Regions from separate parts of the Bactrocera dorsalis genome. Here region 1 is linked to region 2. The links are chromatin contacts, called in public Hi-C maps. All regions are on one chromosome and are shown on one strand. Each heading gives the region's core, a stretch centred on a gene start, on an enhancer-like site or on the middle of the called end of the contact. The rest is flanking DNA. Distances are from core to core; before and after follow the strand shown.

The links. A called contact is a pair of places that touch in the nucleus more often than the background predicts.
Region 1: a Hi-C map of whole body shows a contact between it and region 2, with 4 times the contacts expected there. The contact joins the enhancer-like site here to the promoter of LOC105232472 in region 2. A contact is called at or near these places in 2 of 2 Hi-C or Micro-C datasets (both in whole body).

Annotation. Positions count from the first base shown.
Region 1 is chr1:2,719,795-2,723,053 of ASM2337382v1, forward strand. All of the region lies in intron 1 of LOC105232472 (serine-rich adhesin for platelets), which reads left to right. Among protein-coding and RNA genes, the nearest start is that of LOC105232472, 39 kb to the left of the region's middle. Within about 2 kb of position 1,482, the one cell type or tissue checked has open chromatin away from gene starts, as enhancers often do.
Region 2 is chr1:2,680,796-2,684,174 of ASM2337382v1, forward strand. It overlaps LOC105232472 (serine-rich adhesin for platelets), which reads left to right and starts at 1,536. Exons shown (of 9, transcript XM_049458687.1): 1 at 1,536-2,166.

The DNA.
Region 1 (3,259 bases), core at 232-2,731, 39 kb after region 2:
CAATAATTAGGCTGTTCACGATAAGGTGGTTATCGGGTTATGTGATTAAGTAAACAACAACAAAATGCGGTATGACAAAATAACCAAATTTGACCAACCTAGGCCCTTGTTTACAGATTACGTGGTTGTTTGCTTATTTCCAGTGTTAGAAAGTCGTTGGAATTTTACTAAATGGCAGCACAAAAAATAAATAAAACTAAGCGAATGGCATTTCCATTTAGATTTTCTTATTGGAAAATCTACTATTAACAGCTGTTTTTTGTTTACAATCAGCAAATTATGCGAGATGTCTGCAAATTTTATACAAAGAATTTTTTGAACCCTTAAAATTCGGATTATTTAATGAGCACATACCTTCAATAAAGTCCATTTCCTGAATAGCAGAACTTATTTTAAATTCGATTATTTTGCTTTTTAAACTTTGTTTAGGCATTTTATAAGTTGGAGTTTCATTGAACTAAAATTGTAAACAATGAACAGCTGTTTGTGTAAAAATAAGCAAATAACCATACAACATAGGGTGCTCACGGAGCATAGAGGTTATTTTTAATCTAATAATCACATAACCCGATAACCACCTTACCGTGAACAGCCTAAATGTTTCTCTCTATACAGTTGAATCCGCTTGCTATTGAAAACATTATTTAATAAATAAATAAATACATGATTTGAGCTCATCAATATGCCGAGTGTTCATCAAAATACATTTTCGAAAAACCATAAAAAAGTACGTGATTATTTTTAGCCTAGACAACTACATATTATGAGCTACTGTGTGCATAAATATCTATACATATGTATGTACATATGTATGTATGTGTGCGCTGCAGCTAGCAAGCTTGTGTAATAAATATGCATAATAATTATGGAAAATAAAACAGTGATAAATAAATTAAATGCATAAAAACATTGACACTTCATACGTGATTTTGTTTGTATGCACTTTAATACAACAACATATACACACAGACATGAGAGTAATTGTGTATAAAAAGATCGTAAAACAATTACGCTGCAAACGCTGGGAAAATTAAACTGCATTACAATTGAAACCTGAACCAAATTATTAGCTACATACATACATACATTAAGGTAAATATATAAATTATATACATACATATATACATATGGATATAAGCACATATAAGGCATATTATGTTTATATGTATGTGGGTTTAAGCACTTAGACAAAGCTACAGCGTTGCAGCTGGCGATTCAGATCGCTCGAATCATGTTACATACTTATAGACACACTTAAAAACATACCTCCATACCTTCATACACATATATATACATTTACAAGAGGCTCCAAGTAAGCACAAACAAAAGCCCGTGTAATTTTACACCGCTCGCGGCGTAAAACGATTCAATTGCAAAGCTTCAATTTATCTCAGCTACTACTCTTACAAGCATTTGCATATAACGCCGCAGACAAACAAACATTTGCCGTCTATTTACATATGGCGAGCGTCACTGGCGGTCAGTTACAGCGTCGCGATCCATTTAATTCCGGCGAACGTGATCGGAATGAGCGTTTGTTCGAATGCATAAGTGCACAGCAAATCGATCGTTAAGTGAGAAAATACAAAAAAAAAAACGTATAACAATAACAACAGCGCATGCGCAATTACTTGTGTTTGTAGAAGCAAACCGGGCGGGCAAGACAGCAAAAAGGTGTAAAAATACATGAAATTGAAAAGAAAACAATTACTACACTTGCATATATAAGTATATATGTAAATAGCTGAGTGATTCATTAGACATTCGCGTTTGTGAGCTCCATGTGTCGCTGTCAGCTGTTCGCCATGTCTGGGAACTTCGCAGAATTCACGCGCCCACATTGCGTACTTTGTAAGGCGAGATATCGTCACACGATTGGCAAGCTGGGCGTTAATTGAAAAAATAACAATAACAAGAGTATTGTAATGCAAATTGGGCGCATCACTCAGATCAATCTGAATTGTAATCTGCTCTTAGTCATATAAACTTTCGCGTTTCCACATAAAACGATTCAAACAACAAAAGGCGGCGTCTTTTACTAACTCAAGAGGTGTGGAAATAGTCCTTGTTGAATATATGCTTCCAAAAAGAAGGAGTTAGTTACGTTAACCAGTAATCACCATTTATTAAATCAACTGGCGAAGGTGATTTTACCTTTGAAAAGCTGTTAAGAGGTTACATGGGTTGCCTCGTGTAAAAAACAGCATTTTTTCAACAATTTTTTATCATATAAAAAATTAAATATTTTTTTAGAATTTTTTATTGTTAAAAATATACACTATTAACAAAGAAATTCTGAAACTTTCTGGAAAGTTATCTTTAGTTAAAACCTTAACTTAGAAATTGGACGAAGGAAACAAACTGAAGATTGAATTTTTGGCAGACATTTTTTACAAAAAAAAATTTCGCGACTTTTTTTTCAAATAGTTTAGTCGAAAAAGAATACTTCGTTCAAGTCTTTAAGAATTGTATCTCAAATACCTGTGTAAAAGTTCAACTTGAGATCCAAATGAATGAACTCACATTTCTGAAACAAGGGTATAAGTAAGTGCATAAGAGCATCTATAACTTGTGATCTAATTGAGTTCAGAATGCCCCTGCCTTTGGCTAAGTAATCAACAAAGAATTTCATTTATGTATCATTTAAAGAGGGGAATTGAAATGAAATGGAATGCGATTTAGTTCTGTTTCAATACTCACGAACACTGAAGAGCTTTTCTTTAAGTCAGTCAGTTCGAATTGATACCTATTTACCATGACTATATAAGGGCCATATACCCTTAAAAAGTAAAATGAGTAAAATAAGTAAGGAATATGAAGTGTGAGCCATTTCGAGGTTCCCCACTTTTTTTTTGACAAAAAACACAGAAACTTCAAATTTAATAAGGAATGTTCTATCAGTCGAAATAATATTCTTTGGCATTCAATATTTGATGACTCGTTCTAGCATTTCGACTAGTAACTGGCGAATGACACGCATGATGTCTTACTCCATTGCCTGAATCGAAGGCTTAGACTTTACATAAGTATCTCTATAAGAAAAAGTCTAATGGTGTGATATGCTGCGATCCTGGTGACCAATCGACCGGCCCAAACGTAAAAACCAAGCAATACTGAACAACAATAATATGACAGTTTGACATGACTCACGCGTGATCTGTCAAAAAGAGGCTATTCAAAAAGTACCGCTACTTAGATCACCCGTTAGGAACGGAAGAAACTGAAGAGACAGACGAATTGGATCTCTCGATAGCAGCTG
Region 2 (3,379 bases), core at 286-2,785:
TAAGAGTTTTAAGCTGTCCAAGTGAGATCCCTGTTAATATTGACCTCTTAACCTAACCTATTCTTGTTCCCTAAATATACCTCAAAATTTTATTCCTCTGACTAGAGCGCAATATTCATACGAAATCTCTCAACCTGCCTTTAGATCTTAGTAACATCTGAGGCGATCCCTGGTAGTGAACGAGGGCAATACTAATTATCTCCCGCCATCAAACAAACAGTCGTCGCACTCGCGACTGGGCTCCCACATTACTGTTGACAGTCATAACTTCGAAATCGTATATCATTTTGTCTAACTTGGAACTACTATTATATAAACCATAATGTTAGAAGCGATTGGTGAGATCTCAGGAGACAATGACATCTTAATGCACGATTTTTATACTAAGTGGTTGGTGAGATCTTAGAAGGAAATTAAATCTCTACGGACGATTCTCCTTAGAAGATCTTAGTAGGCAATGAAATTTCCACGGTCGTTTCTCAATAACGGTTTTTGAAATGTCTGGATATAGCTTGAGAATGTGTGCTTGCCAGCTCATTGTTCGAACTGTCCATTCCTATAGGTAAAAGCAGAGTTGCTAATTATCGTATCCTTCAATATTGATTATAAGACTGAACCGTTGTACAGCTATGAGGTATTTTCTATCTCAATTAAGTTTAATATATTCAAAATTTGTTTGATGAACTTCAATTTCATACAGCTTCATAGTCCATTAAGTTATGCTCTCAGCTTCTTATTTGCCATTATATTAATTCTTCCATTACGCTAACGAAGTCTTTGCCGTGTCATTGCCTTTGGCTAAGACTGGGCCAAACTCAAGCGAATTACCGACTGCTTCTTTGATTCTAACGATTTATCATTTTTTTGCTTTTTTCTTCTCACACCAACATCTACACACACACATATGTATGTATGTAGCTACCAAAAAGTCAATGTCATCGATTTCTCGTACCTCGTGAGCCACGATGGCTATTAGTGTGGCACGTACCGACTGCAAGAATTATGCTTAAGAATCAGGAATATCCAATGTGTGGCGCACTTAAACACGACCGCTTTTCGTCTAAGCCAACCAACCAGTTTCTTGGCGTGTCACAAAGCCCCACACGACCACAAAACCAAAGCTGCGCTTGAGGCCGAACGAACATGTTTGAGCGCAAACACGAACGAACACAGTTGCGAATGCAAAGGTGTGCGCGGAGCCACAGGTAAAGCCAGTCAGACAGCAGCCAACTCGTCACAACTGAGCATATTATGACATACGGGGGACCCGCGCGGGAAGTGCAAGGTAACAATGTTGCGGTGTGTTGGTGTTTGTGTATTGTCTTATGCTCGTCTTTCTTTGCAGCCAACAAGCGGGCAACGCGCCTAGACTTGTTGAAGCCGGTCTTTTCGGGCGGCCCGTAGCAGCTGAAGCAAGGTAAGTCTCGTGTTAAGAAAGTGCGCCGCGTCGCGCCGCGCCGGGAGAGTGTTTCAGCGTACGATCGATCTTACCAATGCAGTGCTCAGCGGTTCGAGCGTTTACTCGGAATTCAGTTACTTTTTAACGTTGAACTTAAGCGCAACTTGATTTTCGGAACACGTAGCCGCGTAGCCGCGAAGTTAATTTTGTATTTAGATCTAATAGAATGCGCGAGCGCGGGTACGAGAGTGCCATGCAGCACGAAGCAAACACATACATAGTGCATATAGTACATAAATCTTGAAAGCGACGTGTTCGAGGCAGAAAAATGCTTAAACAGATCCGTGTGCTGACGCTTAAGCATAAAAGTAATTGTTTAAGAAGTGAGAAATCCAATAAGAAAATATTGAATAAGTGAAGAATAGTGTTTCAAAGCTCAAAAGCAAAGATAAATCGTTAAAAAAATGTAAATAAAAAACTAAAAAATGTGCAAAATATATCAATAAGTGTGAATATTATAATAATTATTTTGTATAACAACTAAACTAAGTTTGTGCTAAGCTTATTTTTTATATACACAACACTTCCATATGTCAAATTAACAGTTATTGCCATTATTTCGTGTGCTAAATCGCTTGTGTAGTCTTCCTCAACTGGCTCAGTCACTAAATTTGGCCGTCTGTGCAAGCAATTGCGTCTCAAAACCGCTGGCTGGCATTTACGAATATCTGCAAGAAATGAAAAAGGTGCTAATTACACATTTCGAGGTGTGTGCAAACGCAAATTCGTCAGCAATGCTTTATATAAATAAGTGAAAGGCCTCAAATAATTTGCAGTTACAACAAATAAAATTTCAAAATAACAGTACTAATTCAACATTTTCCATTCATAACTTAAATTTTCAAAACTTCACATAATATTAAACAATAAGAGTATTTCACTAACCGTCTCAACTAAACATAAGTAACTAAATTTCAACTTTAACTAAAACACCTGCACTGCGAAAATCTGAAAAAATCTCAAAAAGCGAGTTCTAAACATCACATCAACTTCAGCAACAGCACTTGGCATTGAAATAAAACTCTAACCCTTCATATTCCATCAAAAAACACTTCTATCATTTTGGAAGCATTTTTATGTGGATTTACGAAACGGATATCCCAAATGAGATTTCATACTAGCGACTAACGGATATTTTTTACGTTATCTTCAAGCGATAATGTCAAATAAGTAAGTAGAAGTTGTGATTACTATGGTATTATACATTTTTATTATTATTTTTTTATTGTTTTTTTACTTAAGAACTTGTTTTTTTATGGCATTAATTTATGTCAACACACTTTAAATTTTTTTAAATTTCTTTTATTCGTTTTTTTTTTGTTTTATTGGTTTCTTAAATTTCGTTTTTTTTTGGGGTTATTTTTTATTAATTTTTTTTTTAACTTAAATATTTGTTTTTTTTTATATTTTAATTTTTTTAGTGTTGTTTTCTTTAATACATATAATTATATTTCAAAAATATATATAAAATATTTAAAAGCCGTCCACCACTGTCATTTCGGCAGTCCCTCGGAAAAAAAGTGTCTCGGCGTGGACAGCGGAACGTGTCTTAATTAACACTTAAAAAATAGTACACATTTTGGTGTTAACTTCTAGACGCTTTTATACCCTAAACAGGATATATTGAGTGTGCCATGAAGTTTTTATATACAGAAGGAAACGTCGGAGACCCTATAAAGTATATATATAAATGATCAGCATCAACTCAGCTCGATTTAACCGTGTTCGTCTGTATGCCCGTCCGTTCATTTGTATACACGAACTAGTCCCTCAGTGTTTGAGATATCGATCTAAACATCATACATCGTTTCACCCCAAAAAACTGCTTATTTGTAGGAACGACCAATATCGGAACACTTTAGCTTTTAGCTGTCATAGAAACTGAACAATCGAAGTGAAGTCCTTGTACCGAAAAGTCGT